Linked DNA regions of Mus musculus: region 2 is linked to region 1. A link is a contact called in public Hi-C data. All regions are on one chromosome and are shown on one strand. The core of a region is the stretch at or near the end of the contact, and the rest is flanking DNA. Distances in the headings are between cores, read along the strand shown. Region 1 overlaps Gm33299 (a long non-coding RNA gene). Region 2 has its middle 58 kb from the start of Dock9.

Region 1 (7,871 bases), core at 2,952-5,451:
TTTTGGTTTTTTGAGACAGGGTTTCTCTGTATAGCCCTGGCTGTCCTGGAACTCACTTTGTTAACCAGGCTGGCCTAGAACTCAGAAAATCCGCCTGCCTCTGCCTCCTGAGTGCTGGGATTAAAGGTGTGCACCACCACGCCCAGCTTCGTAAATAGTCATGTGCAGTCCCTGGAAGTCATTTTAGACAATAATTTTTATATTGTGTATTTTGACTACCATCTGCCCCATAAGGTCAGGTGTAGGATTTCCCACTTGCAGCCTTATACCAGCAGTCAAGAACTTTCAGATAATTAAGCATTATAGATTTGAGGATTTGGGTTAGGGACACTCAACCTGTAATTTGAGAGTTCACTGTGATCTGTCTGGTGTATCATTTTTATCTGTTGTGCGGGATGTTCATGGAGACTTGCAAATTGAGAACACATGTTCTTTGACTATCAGAGATTGTAATGAATGTTTCGTTTAGTCTCCTGCCTTCTGTTTCCCCGCTCGCCACAGAACTCTTAGTTCAGTGTTGGCACTCCCTGGCCAGCCTCAGATACTCTTACCCCGTCCCTTCCTGGTCTCCCTGACCAGCCTCGGAGGCTCTTATCCTGGCAGGAAGAGCAGGGGTAAGGTCATCCCCATCTATATATCTAATTTGAGGCTAGCCTGGTCTATGAAACCTGAGATAGATAAATGAATGGGTAGACAGACAGGCAGACAGACAGACAGGAATGGATATTTTAGGTATTTGAGAGACAGAGGCAAGAAGATCTCAAGTTCAAGGCCAGCCTGGGCTACAAAATGAGTTGCAGACCATTCAGAGTGATATATCAGGATCCTGTCTCGAAAAAAGAAAGAGAGAAAGAAAACACCTACACAATACATTAATCTAAATCATTACTCATTACAATACTATAATGAATATACTATAATGAATATGGCCCAGCTATATTTTATGATCACAGCATCAAATATATGTATATGTAGGTATATGTATATATATATATATATATGTATATATATATGTGTGTGTGTGTGTGTGTGTGTGTGTATAGTCACTGTCTTCAGACACACCAGAAGAGGGCATCAGATCCATTACAGATGGTTGTGAGCCACCATGTGGTTGCTGGGAATTGAACTCAGGACTCTGGAAGAGCAGTCAGTGCTCTCTCTCTCCAGCCCTGATACTAAAATTTTTATATCTTTCTTCCAGTATACATTGTTTCCCCAAGCCGCTTTTAAAAATCTTCTCTGATGTGCTTGTTCCTAGTATTTATCCAGACAGAACATTTCCTCAAATGTCTGAGACTGTTCTTTGCCTGCTTGTGTTTGGGAGCTGAGGCCAAGAGCCCAGTCACCATCTCTAGGTGCCTTCGTTAAGGAGGTGACAGAATAGCATTGCATTGCAGAACCAGAAGGACACCACTGGAGCTGCCGGAGCAAGTGTGCCTTAGGAAGGCTCTCCCCTTGGTGGTGTGGGTCCAGTGTGCTGGCTGTCATCCTGACTCATCTGAGATTAACATGAACCCAAGCTGCTGGGTGCACCTGTGAGGGATTCTTTTCTTGATTGGATCACGTGAGGCAGGAAAACCCACCTTGAATGTGGGCCACACTTTCTAGTAGCAGCCTACATGAAGAACACGGGGGAAGCAAGTGCTTACTCCCCACCTGCTTGCCCTCTCTGTCACTGGTAAATCCATCCCTTCACTGGTATTAGAGCCTACATCCCTAGGATTCTGGTGTATACTGAAGACCAGCTGAGACAGACAGCCTCATCATCCAAACAACTATTGGATTCTTAGACTTTCTGATGAGAGACAGCCATTGTTGGAACAGACAGACCACAGCTCGTAAGCCACTCTAATACATTCCATATTTTTCATTCATTCTATCAGTTGTTTCTCCATAGAACCCTGACTAATGCATGGGATTTGGAGTGGTCACTGACAGAGGTCAGGTGATGTCTTTAGTGAAGGCAACTGGCTAACTCAAGGCATCTGGAAAGGTATCCACCTCTAAGGTCTCCCCTGTCTCCTGTTAGCTGAAGTCAGCAGGAAACCAGAGAACAAGGGGCTCCTTGGTCAGTTCAGGCAAGCTCGCCTCCTGGGACAGAAGCCAGACAGCTGGAGCCGGGAGGGTAGACATAGAGAGGCCACAGGAAGTACAGAGCCACCAGTACCACAGGTTATATGGCATTGCTGCAACCTGCTAAACTGCAACCTGGGAAACTCAGGATGCTCCAGAAAGAGAAGGGGCCTGAAAGAGCCAATCAGCGGGAGGGGTACAGATCCTAGCCAATCAGTGGGAGGGGTACAGGTCCCAGCCAATCAGCGGGAGGGGTACAGTTCCTAGCCAATCAGCACGAGGGGCACAGGTCCTAGCCAGAGAGCTACTGTGTACTGACACATTTTATCCCAGGATAGCAGCTACCGGTTCTCCAGACTGCCAGAGGCTGTAGAACTAAGGAGAGCAACCGTGGTGAGGGCAGTGCTGAGGAGGACGGAGAACCACTGATCTCCCCCATGGAATGCACGGTAGCCTGCGCTATCTCTCCAGCACCTCAGATCACACACTGTCCTGGGACCGCTTCCTTCCAGATAACCCTGTTCTTTAGGTTTCTTATCCTGCTAAGCAGCTGAAGTTAGCTAGCTCTTGGTTTCTGGGTTAAAACAATTCTCTTTTTTTCCCCTTGAAATAATGTTTTATTTTAATTAGAATACAGTAAAAACATCTTTCCTTTCCCTCGCCGGTCCTCTCCCTCCAACCCCTCCTGTGCCCCTCTCTCAGTCCGTGTTCTATGGCTGTCAAGAGATGCGATGGCCGCAGCAAATCTTATAAAGAACATTTAATTGGGGCTGTTTTACAGTTCAGAGGCTCAGTCCATCATCGTCATCGTCGCCATGGCAGGAAGCATGGCACTGTGCAGGCAGACATGGTGCTGGAGAAGGAGCTACATCCAGATCAGCAGATAGCAAGAAAGAGAGACACTGGGCCTGGCTTGAGCATTTACAACCTCAAAGCCCACCCGCAGTGATACACTTTTTCTAACAGGCCACACCACCTAAGCCCTGTTACAAATTGTCTCTCCCTAAAGACCAGGCATTCAAATCTATGAGCATAGGGAGCCTTTTTTTTTTTTTTTTTTTTTTTGAGACAGGGTTTCTCTGTGTAGCCCTGGCTGTCCTGGCACTCACTCTGTACACCAGGCTGACCTCAAACTCAGAAATCCGCCTGCCTCTGCCTCCGAGTGCTGGGATTAAAGGTGTGCGACACCACGCCCGGCAGAGACCCCATTATTATTCAAGTTACTACAGCCCCCTTTACTTCCTTTAAAACCCATGGCCTCTTTTTCATTGATTATTATTGCATATATGTACTTAAATATGTAAATACAACCTGCTGTGTCTGTTTACTGTTGCTTGTACGGAGGTGATGTCAGGGCTGGCCACTTAATATTGGGTAGCCAATTAGGGAACCTATCCCTGGGGAAGGCTGTCTGTCTCTCAGTAGTCACCTGCAGTTCTTTGTAGGTTGGGGCCCCTGGAGATTCCCTCTCCACGTTGGCATGATTATTAGTGTTGTGTTTATTCATGTCTTGTTCAACCATATTGTTGTGACATCGCGACGCTTCCTGACCATCTCTTCCTGGTCATCTCTCAGACTCTGACTCCTACAGTCTTTGTGCCCCTCTTCCTCTATGTTCCCTGGCCTTAGGTCCTGGGGAATCCCGTTTGGACATCCCAGATGTTGTGCCCTGAATCCATGGGAAACCCAGACTAACCCAAGAATTGCGAAGTCCACTGCAACGTGCAAAAGAGTCTTTTATAATTTCAAGTTCAAACTCGGTTTACCCACCTAGCACTCACTGGGTGAACGCTGACAAGCGACCCTGAGTCCAGAAATCATTGGGTTTATATACAGTATAGGAACAGTGTGAATATTCACAGAAAGGGGGAGTAGAGGGTGGAATAATACTGAAGCGGGAGGGGGGGCTAAATGGGTGTCTGTTCAAGGACTAATTTTATGGCCAGTCGTAACTGTCTGTGACCTGACCTCTGTTTACCTTTTACTTTTTCCATGGTTTCCCTTGCGTTTGTTTTTTCTCTAAGGTCTCAAGGACAGGCACCTGGAGTTTTGCTGCTTCTCAGCAGGAGTGTTGAACGCCATTCTAACGCTAGGGGGCGGGGCGGAGGGGAGCCCCAGGGCTGCTCCAGAAGGGCACAGCACAGCACAGAAACCAGCTGTCTGCATATTGTGCTTGCTGAGGGCTGGAGGGAGGATGGGAGCCTCTGGCGGGGAACAGGAAGGCAAACTGTCTATACAACCCTGAAGTCTCTCTAGTATCTGTAATTCAGGGGTTACAACAGTACAGGAGTGATGTCCATGTCCATCGGGGCTGGATGCCCCACAATTGCTTTCTGACCAGTTGTGGCTTTCTGTAATGACCTCCGTCTGCTGCAAAGGGAGACTTCTTTGATGAGGGTTGAGGGCTGTGAGTATAAAGACTCATAGAATACAGTTAACCATAATACTCTCCCCTCAGAACAATCTTCCTGTTGTTTTGAGACAGGGTCTCAAAATGTGTATCCCTGGCTGTCCTGGAACTTCCTCTGTAGACCAGACTGGTCTCAAACTCACAGAGACCCACCTGCTTCTGCTTCCTGAACGCTGGGATCGAAATTCATGCCCAGCCCAGCCCAGCTGCTTAGAATAATCTTAAGGAACCACAGTAGAAGCTGTTTTCTTTCGATGGTTGAACTGAGAGAAGAGCTGGATAGAGATTGAAAACCATGGCTTCTCTCTCTGTGAGGCCCATGGGGACCAGGCAGGGCCCTTGCTCTTGTCTCTAGTTGCCCTGCCAAGTGGCTCCTCTTTAACTGCAGCTCTCCTTCTGTGATGTGGATGTACACTTTGAAAACAAATGAACCTGTGGATGGAGGCACACACCTGCAATCCCAGCATTTGGGAGGCTGAGGTGAGAGGGTTGCTGGGAGTCCCAGGCTAGCCTAAACTACAGAGAAAGACAAGGAAAGAAGGAAGGAAGGAAGGAAGGAAGGAAGGGAGGGAGGGAGGGAGGGAGGGAGGGAGGAAGGGAGGAAGGAAGGAAGGGAGGGAGGGAAGGAGGGAGGAAGGGAAGAAGGAAGGGAAGGAGGAAGAGAGGAAAGGAAGGAGGGATGGAGGGAGGGAAAGAGGAAGGAACAGATGAGTAAGTAGAAACACTCTAGTGAGATGGCTCAGTAGGTGAAGGTGCTTGCCATTGAACTTGATAACCTGAATCTCACCCCCAGTACCCATTATGGTGGAGAGAACTAAGAGAAACAGTTCTCTGTCTCTCTGTCTGTCTGTCTGTCTGTCTGTCTCTCTCTCTCTCTCTCTCTCTCTCTCTCTCACACACACACACACACGCATATACACATGCACTCACACATATATATACACACATAGACACATAGAGAAACACATAATATATTCATACACAGTGACACATAATATATATACTTACACAAACACAGACACACATGCACACACATACATTAACACACACATATATATACACAAAGAGACAGGCACATAATATACTCACACACAGAGACATACACAGAGACACACACAGCACGCACACACATGCACAAATACGTACAAAATATTAAAAATAAGGGCTAGCAGATTGTCATAAAATCATTGAAATGTTTTGTTACATTATGGCTTAAACTGCAAGATGTTTAATATTAAAATGAGAAACTGAAAATTAGAAAAAAATAGCTTACAATGAAACAAATACTGAATTGCAGTACAGCCAGGGACTGCAGCCACCTCCCCCAGGGGTAATCTCCGAAGCGAACACTTTCAAGGACAGAGGACATGGAATTATCATAATAGTTCTGATCTAGAACAAAACCATTCATTCTGATCCCTCTCTGAGTAATCGGGGCTTTGGATCTCATTCTGTTGTTAAAAAGAAAAAAAAGTTAATAATTAGGTAATGACCTCAGTGAGAAACATGAAAAGATTTTTCAATTAAAAGATAAGTTTGAGGGTGAAGACTTTATTTATAGTTGATAATAACCACATTAGTCAAATTAATGAATCCACATTCAGAAGGTGTCCAGTGAATCGTATTTCTGCGATATGAGAATTATCTCGGGTTTCCCATAAATTAGGGTGCTTGGAATTGGGATTTTTGAAGACCAGGTGAAGTGAAGGCTCCTGATTACACAAAAGAGGTGATTATGACACCGATGGCTCCCAGCACTGAACACATGCTGCCTGCCCCATGGTCAGTAACTCATTCTTCCCATAGAGCGTGTGGATTACCGATAGAGCACATGCGCACACTCTGCTCTGCGCCCTAGTCTCAAAGGGGTTTTCTCGCCACTTATTTTAAAGAAAATCTAAGGTGTGCATTTAGGAGGGTGCGCTTTTTACACTCAAGTGTAACTCGGGAAGGACGTAGATTATGAAATTAAAGAATAAGTTTAAAAGGAAGCCTTGGTCAAGGTGGATGGACTCAGTACATCCATGTGTAAAGTTAACACAGGGCAGGGACATATCCTGCAAGGCTTTCCTGATTTGCTGAAGGACTTTGTTTTAGAAATTCTAAATTTACATGAACAAATGAACAGATAAAAATACTAGGGAAGCCGGGCGTGGTGTTGCATGCTTTTAATCCCAGCACTCGGGAGGCAGTGGCAGGCAGATTCCTGAGTTCGAGGCCAGCCTGGTCTACAAAGTGAGTTCCAGGACAGCCAGGGCTATACAGAGAAACCCTGTCTCGAAAAACAAAACAAAACAAAGCAAAAGAACAACTAGGGAAACTCTTAATAATAATAAAAAATAAAAAAAAATAAAAAAAAAAGAGGGGCACCACAGGCTGAAGAGATGGCCCAGTAGTTGAGATCACAGTGTTCCTGCAGAGGACCAGAGTTCGGTTCCTAGCACCCAGGCACCCAAGTGGGTGGCTCACAGCAGCCTCTCTCCTGCTCCATGGCCTCTGACACCCTCTTCTGGATTCCATGGGCATTGAGCTGTCATAATGGTTTCGTTGTTTTCCAAACAGGGTCTCTCTACATAGTCCTAGATATCCTGGAGCTCACAGCATAGACCAGGTTGGCCTAGAACTCAGGAATCCACCTGCCTCACCTCAGAATGCTGGGAATAAAGGCATGAGTCACTATGCCTGGTTCCTACTCATTGGTTTGTTTGTTTGTTTGTTTTTTAAATAAATAAATAAACAAATAATCTTTTGCCAAAAAAAAAAAAAAATCAAGGAGAGCTTATTCTATAAAGTCAAGGATTGTGACGTATTAGGATTTTTATTCATCTTGGACACTAGATTAGCCGGCCCAATTTCACAGTGCTGGTGGAAGACTCTGAAAATTCGAGGGTGGGGCAGTATTAATAGACAGAAGCCTGAGGTCAGGCATTCAAGTCTTCCTTAATGAACACACACAACTGCCAGCTAAGTGTAACAGGGAGACATGACCTTGGTCTTCAAGCGATCTGTTGTATCTTCCTTAAAAAATGGTCTGGAATGCAGACATCTTCAGCTTGTCTGAGTGTGAGACCCAAAGGCAACTGTCACACAGCAGGTAGCACAGCATAGAGAGATCAGGCAGGTCAACAGCCTCAAACATGTGCTGTGAGCACACGAAAAGACACAAGAGAACGAAATGAGAAAACAGACTCGCGCGAGGCCAGGCACTACGCGCATGCGTAGTCACAGCAATGGGGAGGCTAAGGGTGTTCAGTTCCAGGCCGACCCAGGGTACACAGTGAAATCTTCCTGGGAGGGAGATATGGGAAGGATGCCCAATATAATTGGCCATTTAAAATGTAATAACGCTGTCATCTCAAATCAATTGGACAAAACATGAACTGTCTGA
Region 2 (7,871 bases), core at 3,286-5,785, 310 kb before region 1:
ATGTGAAGGTGGCTAAATGGCTATTAATAAGCTCATTTAGTCCATTTTGGATATGATTGAATATATAAAGCTTTGCATCTGATGTCAGTGGGCATTTGAGCTAACTGTGTCAGTTGGCAGTTCTAATAGTTGAAAGTAAAACACCTAAAAATGTAAATGCTTGGGGAATAGGAACTCATTTTGTGAATGTATTTCAGTCATGTTTAATAATATTTTCCAGTTCCTTCCTCTTTGATGGGGGTCACTGCCCTCACTCCTCACCAGATGTGCAAGGGAAAGGATGTGACCACGAGAGGCACCAACACATAAGCTATAGTGGATGGTGCAGGGGTGGGATGGCAGGAAAGGAGATGTCACCAGCAATCCCGAGCTCAGTCGCTGCCCCTTAAGCCTGCCTTGTCTCTGTTGGTATCGGAGCCATCGTTGTAGACACGGAGGTCCACTGGGACTCATGGTTGCCATTTAGTAGTTAGAGGGACAACTGTCCAGCGGGACCGAGGGGAGGCAAACTACTCTCTGTGGAAGGTAAAGGAGGATCCTTGGCCTTCATGTGTGTTGCAGTATAGGCAGAAGACGACACCGTTAGGAGGAGTGTCAGGAGATGCTCTCACAGCACATCTTTCTGCCTGATGTCGTGCGTTAATTCTTGTGCCTGTGCAGGATGGAGATAATACCCCTGATTTGCAACTCGTTAGAATTTATTGGCTAAAATAGGCACGGAGATTTGAATGAGACAGCCATAAGCCAAAGATACCACCAAAGACAGAAGAGTCAAGGAAGGGTTCTTGATCCCATGGAGGGAGCACAGTCCGGCTAGATTTTAGACTTCTGGCCTACAAGAAAACATTTTGTGTACTGGTGAGAGATGGCTTAGGGGGTAAACATACTTGCCACCATACTTGACCTGAGTTTGATCCTGTGCAGGAAGACCCTACTATTATAAGTTGCCCTTTGATCTCCACATGCAGGCCCGCTCCAATAAAGAAATGTAGTAAAAATGCATTTTTATTGCTCTGAGCTATCACATTTGGAAACAAATGCAAAGATCAATATGACTAAAACTGGAAACTTTGTAGCAGTAAGAATTTTCTAGAAGCCTCTTCTTTCTTCTGTCTCTTATTAAGCACTCATTATTGGATTTAGGGCCACCATGGTATGATCTTACCTCCAGATCCCGTGCAGCAAAGCAACATCCACGAGTTCTGGCTGTTCCCCTTTGGGGAAGGTTCGTTCAGGCAGTGGGGTTCATTTTTACCTTGTGATCCTCTCCTCAGGAGAGAAGAACATGCTGGTGGAAATGCCTTCCTTCGCCTTAGCATTTGGGAGGCTGAGGCAGGAGGATTGCAAGCTTGAGGTCGGTCTGGACTATGCAGTGAGACTTTGTCTGGACCTCCCTGCTTCCCCTGCAGCCTCCCCCCCAAAAAGCTTTGGGATAGAGAGATGGCTCAGAGGTTAGGAGCTCTGGCTGTTGTTCTAGTGACCCTAGGGTTGAGTCTTAACACCTAAATGGGTTCTCATAACCATCTATCTATAACTCCAATTTTTGTGGATCTAATTTCCCCTTCTGGCCTCCTTGGGTACGAGGCATACATGTGGTTCACAGGCATTCCTATAGGCAAACACCCACACATAAAGGGTGTGTGTATGGGTGTAAAAATTAAACAGGAAACAGAGTACCTGTCCTTTCTGCAGAGAGACTCAAGTTTGGTTCCCAGCACTAAAGTGGTAGCTCACCACTATTATCACTCCAGTTCCAGGGGAACTGCCATCTCTTCTGACCTCTATGGCACACATGTATACATGCAGGCAACACACACACACACACACACACATAAAATAATAAAAAGAAAACCCATAGACAACAAAAGTACAGGGTGGGGGGTGCTATAGAGGATTAGGGTTGAGGTGTGCAGCTGTGTACTGGTGGAACGGGAGCTGACAGTCTGCTGCTCTCCTGTGTGCCTCCTCTACTCTCTTTGGAGGTGTTCTTTGTAGCTTTAATTTTTTCAAAGCCTACTTTTAATGATGACTTTTAAATGCTTTAACCTCCCTTCTAGCCCATCACCCACCAGGGGTAGTGGAAAAGAAAGATTTTTCTATACGGGAAAAGTGGACCCGTATAGAGATTGTTTTTTGGAACAAATACCATCTGAGCTGTCAGGAAATCAGCAGTTCAGTTCACAGGTCAGCAGCAGCAGCAGCAGCAGCAGCAGCAGCCCAATCCACTTGAAAACACTTCACAGATATATCGGTAGTCCAGTTGAGTAGAGTCAGGACTGCAAACATGAATCAGCAGCGGTGGCACAACCTAGCAGAGACAGCCAGGCCTCAGACAAATCTGCACGAGTCATCAGGAGGGATTTGGACCTGCAGGGACGATAGGAGAAGTTCTCAGCTGTGCCTCTCTCAGCCAAGCAAAGATCAGCAAAGACTCTAGACCAACAAGCATTGCACAGCTAGCTCTACAAGCAAGCCAAGCCCTTCTGCCAGTCCGTTGAGTCCTATTCATACTCCCGCCAAACATCACATGCCCTCCACATGTCTTGCTTTACCACATGTCTTGCCTTAGCACCAGAGTCTCTCTTAACAAAACTTCATGTGAGTCAGTCTCAACTGACATCACTCTGCCAGTCAGCCCAAGTCTACAGAAGTGGCAAGAAGTCACAGCACACAACCAGAAGTTTTTTGGTGCATTTCCCTCTAAGGAGTCCCAACAAATGCACCTCAACTACAAGGTGTAAGGTGGACCCATACATGTGTGTTGTTAGTGAGGAATCCTTCATCATGAGTCCTTTCACGTGCTTGCATTAGCAGGATATCCTTTCACCTGTGTCTGCTTCAGTGAAATGCTCCTTCATGTGTTTGCCATCTAACACACTGACTTTCCAAAGAAGACTTAAGTTTCCATTTCATCTCTGGCCACTTGTACAGAGCTCCTCCACTCTACATGGCTATGCTTTGTTAACTGGTGAGTCAGACATCTGCGGGTAAGGGGTTCTGCAGGGCCCACTGTGGGTATTAATAGAGTTACTAGCATTCAGAAAAATCAACTTCAGAGTTTTGTGTGGGTTACTGAGCCAGTTTTCATCTTGTTTGTATAGAAGGATAAAGAGATCTTTGGTCTTATTGCTCACTAAGACATGCTTTGGGCATCCTGGGGAGAGCTGGAGCCAGGACATTTTCAGTTTTGAATCCTTCCTTTCTTCTCTGGTCTTCCTTCCACCGTTTCTGCCTTGCCTCTGTGTCTCCTCTATCTGCTTGAGAGCAGAGGTTGGAAATGTTTTCAGGGGCTGCCTAGATTTTGTAGAATCCATGAACAGTTTGTGCTGTTCCCAGATGTCTGGTGTGATATTTAGGTTGAATTTTGAGGAGGAATTGCTTTATTCACATAATCTCTGTCTTAGTTACTTTCCTGTTGGCTATGAGGAGACACTGTGACCAAAGGAGTGTCTTACTGAGAGTTTTACTGCTGTGAGCAGACACCACAACCAGGACAACATTTAATTGGGGATGGCTTACAGGTTCAGAGGTTCAGTCAATCATCATCAAGTTGGGAACATGGCAGCATCCAGGCAGGCATGGTACAGGAGGAGCTGAGAGTTCTAAGTCTCGGGGGGGGGGGGGGGGGGGAGGGGGGAGAGTAGGGCTGGGGGTGGGAACAGACAGTAGGAAACAGAGAAGGCACTAACTGGGGAAGATGGCCTGCCATGTCACACCTCCTCCGACAAGCCCTACCCTCCTAGTCATTCCCAAACATTTCCTCCATTTTGGGACCAAACATTCAAACCTCTGGGCCTGTGAAGGCCATTTTCATTCAAGCCACCACAGTCTCCATGTGCACATTCTCCTAAAATGTGTACATTTCTTACGTGGTGCCCTTCGTGTCTCAGAAAACCAGTACCAAGGTAATTTTGGAAATTTTGTTTTTTATTTTTCACTCAAATCTCAACAATGTTGGCAGTTTTTGTTGTTGTTGTTGTTGATGTTCTTTCTTGCTATGTAGCCCAGGTTGGGCCTCGACCTCCCAGTACTGGAATTACAGCTGTGTGCCATCCTATTCTTTCTGACCATAGCTTAATTTAGGTTGCTATAATACCATTGCCCGAGAGATTAAACAAACATCTTTTTACTTCTTAATCACAACGTATGCATATCACAGTTGTGCTGGCCAGAAGTCTAAGATCAAAGTACCTATAGATCAGTGTCTATAAGTGCTGCTTCCTGGCTATATATGCCACCTCTCATCATGGTAGCTTCACGTGGTGGGAAGAGCTTAGAAGAGGGAAGGGAATAGAACACACACATACATAAACATTTCTCCTGCTTTCTGTCCCCCTCCCCTCCCCTCTTTCCCTCTCCCTCTTTCCCTCCCCCCACTCCCTTTGTATAGGAACTCATGCCGCTCAGGATGACCTGAACTCTAGATCCTCCTGCTCCTGGCTTCTAAGTGCTGGGATGATAGGCATGTGCCATGTTTGGCCTTGTTCTTACCAGGGCTCCATCCCCATGATCTCATCACCATCCAAATCCCCGTCCAAGCCCCATGACAACAGGGGTTAGGGTCCAGTACATGGAGTTTTAAGCTGACCCAGGTACGACCGTCTTTTGTCATTAGACTTCCTGTGTCAGAGGTAGACACTCCTGTGGTTCCTGTGTCACCTCTTACGGGTCCTGTGCCATGAGGAGGTGGATCAGGGACGGCTCAAGCAAGAGCCTAAAGCATCCCAGTATCCAGAAATTTAAAACTCCGCACGGGTGGTTCAAGCAGCATTTGGCCATCAAACTCGAGTGGTGGTGTTCAGTGCCCTGAACGGTGCAGTAGCAGGGAAGATGGAGTCTGTTGCCAAGAGTGGGCTCATGTTTCCTGTTTTGTAGAAACCTCTACTTTGATGAAGGCTTACAGAGATGAGCTGCTTCTCTGTGCTGCTGGTCACAGCACAACACTGGGAGAGTGGATAGTTGACCCCAGGGCATCGTTTTGCAGAGAATAGACTCTGCTTATTAGTACTGATCAGCTAAAGTGTGACAGATTGCAGCCCGCCCCCCGCCCCAAAGTTTTAGTTTGTTGATAGTTAAAAATAAGACTCTTTTAAGTGTTACGACACGAGAAATATTTTCTTCTTGCCATGAGTTGTGGTTATCAGTAACATCATTTACTACCCACAAGTAATGGGTGATCGTGTGAACTATAGGATAAAGACTTTTAGAGTTCTGTCTTTGTATCAGTTAAGTTTTATTCTCCTGTATTAATTGTCGTCTCAAAACCTTACTGCCTCTGTCTGCTAACCTAGGTCTAGTCCGGGAAGCTTCTAACAGCCATACAATCTAATCTAGGTCTAGAATGTTTTAGCCTTTTGAAAGCTTACCCTTTCTTATTCTTTCTGATCTCTAGTTGGCTGGTTCAACTCAGAGGTTCTGGTTCAAACTCCCCTCTAAGATGACTGATTCAATCTGGCTTCTCTTTCTCAGCCTCTCCTGAATTGCTCTGCTTGGATTCATACTAGTTTTGGCAGTATGTTCTTATATTTTTGGTTGTGAGCCTAGCCTTTAACGGCTGAGCCACCTCTCCAGCCCAGCAATATGTTCTAATTTTCTGGTTCCTTCTCATTCTCTGGCTTGCTCTGTCTTCACCTCTGTCTGGCTTGTTATCTCTCTGCGACCTGTCTCTGTACAGCTTTCCTGGTAAAAATGCCTTCTTTTTTTCCCCCTCTCTCTGTGCTCTCTTAAATAGCTTCTCTTTTCTCTCTTCCCGTGAGAATTGGGCATATCCTATTCTGTCAAATTTTTCTCTGATTCACCACTTTGTCTGCCATTCAAATAGAATCACTTTCAAATATGGGTGCTTCCTTTCTACAAGCTAACTTTACGTCCATTGTTTAGGGTTAAAGGTGTGCACTAAGGGTGTGGTGCTAAGGGCTGAGCCACACCACAGCTAGAAACAGTTCTTTCAGTAAATAACACAGTCTTGGGGTTCACAGTGTGATCAAATATCCCTGCAACATGTGGTATATTGGAGACTTCACCATAATCACTATATGTATAAAAATCTAACTCAAGGAAGAAAAGTAATAGGCTTACTGAATCTATTTTCCAAATGCATGCTGTTTTTATATATAAAAATTAATCCATAAAAGATGTCTTTTAGACTGGTAAGATAGTGGGTAAGGTGCTCTCTGTTAAACCCGAGGACCAGAGTTCCAGTCCTATGATTCATACAAAGGGAGAGAAATGATAATACCAGTTGTCCTGACTGCCCCACACATCCGTGGCACATACCCCAATAAAGAAATGAAGTTATTTTCCTGAAGGCACTTCTCCACCCTGGATATGTAGTAAGATGAACTCTTACGGACCTAATTTAGGACTTCTCTGGAAAAGGGCATGTGAATGGAGTGAAGTCAGGTCATCCTTTCATCTTACAGTCACTCAGCGAGCAGGCAGTCACTGACGCCATGCTGCAGATGTGGGCCGTGTTCATTCCAGAGGTTAAGTTCTTCCTGGCGCTGAGAAGTGGAAGAACTTGGACTAATCTGCTGACGTGCAGGGATTTCTCTGTGAGCTTGGCCTTCCTCCCTGAATCTCTCTTCACATAATAAACTCGTGCATGACTGAGTGTGTAAGTGCGCTTTCCCGTGTGAGGGGCCTCAAATGGCACACGGGAAAGCTGAATCCTCCAGTTTTTCAAGAGACACTGTGGAATGTGCGTATGTCTTCCCCTTTTCAGAAGCCAGCTTTATGTTGACGTAAAAGTGGTGGAAAAACAGTGTTTTCCTCTTAATAATTAGTCTGTTTCCCCTTAAAGACAAGAAAATTTCGGGTTGAACAGATTTAAGGCAAACAAGCGCACATATTAGCCCGAGAGTCTGTTGTTGGAATGTAGGGAGAATGGGCATTTCCCACCAAGTAGCTTTACTGAGAACAATTGAAATACTTGAAGCTGTGCATACTTAAAATAAGTTAAACACCCACATATGAAAGCTGCCATCGCATTAAGAGTAATGAACACGTCCACCACCCTGGCTCAAGTGCCTTGGACCCGTCTGTCATCTGTCTGTGTGGCTTCTCTGCCGTCTCTAAGAAATCTCAGATCTACTTTCTGTTACTGTGAGTTTTTATGAACATGGGTTGTGGTATGAATTCTGCTTTGTCTTGCATCTTTCATTTAGAATAATGATCCTGAGGCCACCCATGTTGTTGTCTCTATCTTGCTTGCTTCCTTTTACTGATGGACCTATCATTTATTAATCATGTTTCCAGTGGTTGGTTATTACAGATAAAGTTGCTTATGCATAGTTGTGGGCCAAGTTCTGTTTGGATAGGTACGGTGATCAGGGTCACGAGCCACCGCCTCTGCCACATCTCATTTGCCGTGGTTTTACTGTTGCTTCTGAAACGATCTCCTTGCTAGTTCCTACTGTGTCAGAGAAAACCGGGGAAATCGGGCAAAGTGATTTAGGGTGCAGCTGTGTTTGACTAGTCATGGTGACGTCCTGATCCGAGGAAGCACGGAAGCCACGACCCTCCTCCTGCTCCTCCCTCCACTGGGATTGTGTTGCAGAACTTCTTATGGGCTTTTTTGTCTTTGGCTTCCAGGGATGCGGTTTGGCTGTGGATGTGGGATGTGTGGATGTCCTGAGCTGTTAAAAATGTGTTTTCCTTAGCCTGAGGATCCTCAAACAATCCACTAGATGGAGCATCTTGAATATATTTTGTGATTAGAGGATGGGAGAAAGAGAATCCCTGCATCCGAGCCATATTGAGGACCCTTGACGTTGGCCAGGCATTTGATCTGTCACCCCCTCTATTAATATAAAATGTTCCTTCTACTTAGCATGTTAATACAGAAGTTTCTAGGATGCCCGACTGAAGTA

Evidence for each region. A called contact is a pair of places that touch in the nucleus more often than the background predicts.
Region 2: a Hi-C map of the P5424 cell line shows a contact between it and region 1, with 2.1 times the contacts expected there. The contact joins two enhancer-like sites. A contact is called at or near these places in 1 of 39 promoter capture datasets (hippocampal neurons), 13 of 484 Hi-C or Micro-C datasets (the P5424 cell line, cerebellum, cerebral cortex and 8 more), 1 of 115 datasets of contacts at active chromatin or transcription factors (large pre-B cells) and 1 of 9 other capture datasets (embryonic stem cells).

Annotation. Positions count from the first base shown.
Region 1 is chr14:121,441,716-121,449,586 of GRCm38.p6, reverse strand. Gm33299 (a long non-coding RNA gene) reads left to right here. Exons shown (of 3, transcript XR_383790.2): 3 at 4,872-4,930. Among named protein-coding and RNA genes, the nearest start is that of Gm33299, 11 kb to the left of the region's middle. Within about 2 kb of position 4,201, at least 26 of the 459 cell types and tissues checked have an H3K27ac peak or open chromatin away from gene starts, as enhancers often do. A contact at or near this core is called in the P5424 cell line, where this site is marked.
Region 2 is chr14:121,752,960-121,760,830 of GRCm38.p6, reverse strand. It overlaps a transcript of Dock9 not described here. Among named protein-coding and RNA genes, the nearest start is that of Dock9, 58 kb to the right of the region's middle. Within about 2 kb of position 4,535, at least 3 of the 459 cell types and tissues checked have an H3K27ac peak or open chromatin away from gene starts, as enhancers often do. A contact at or near this core is called in the P5424 cell line, where this site is marked.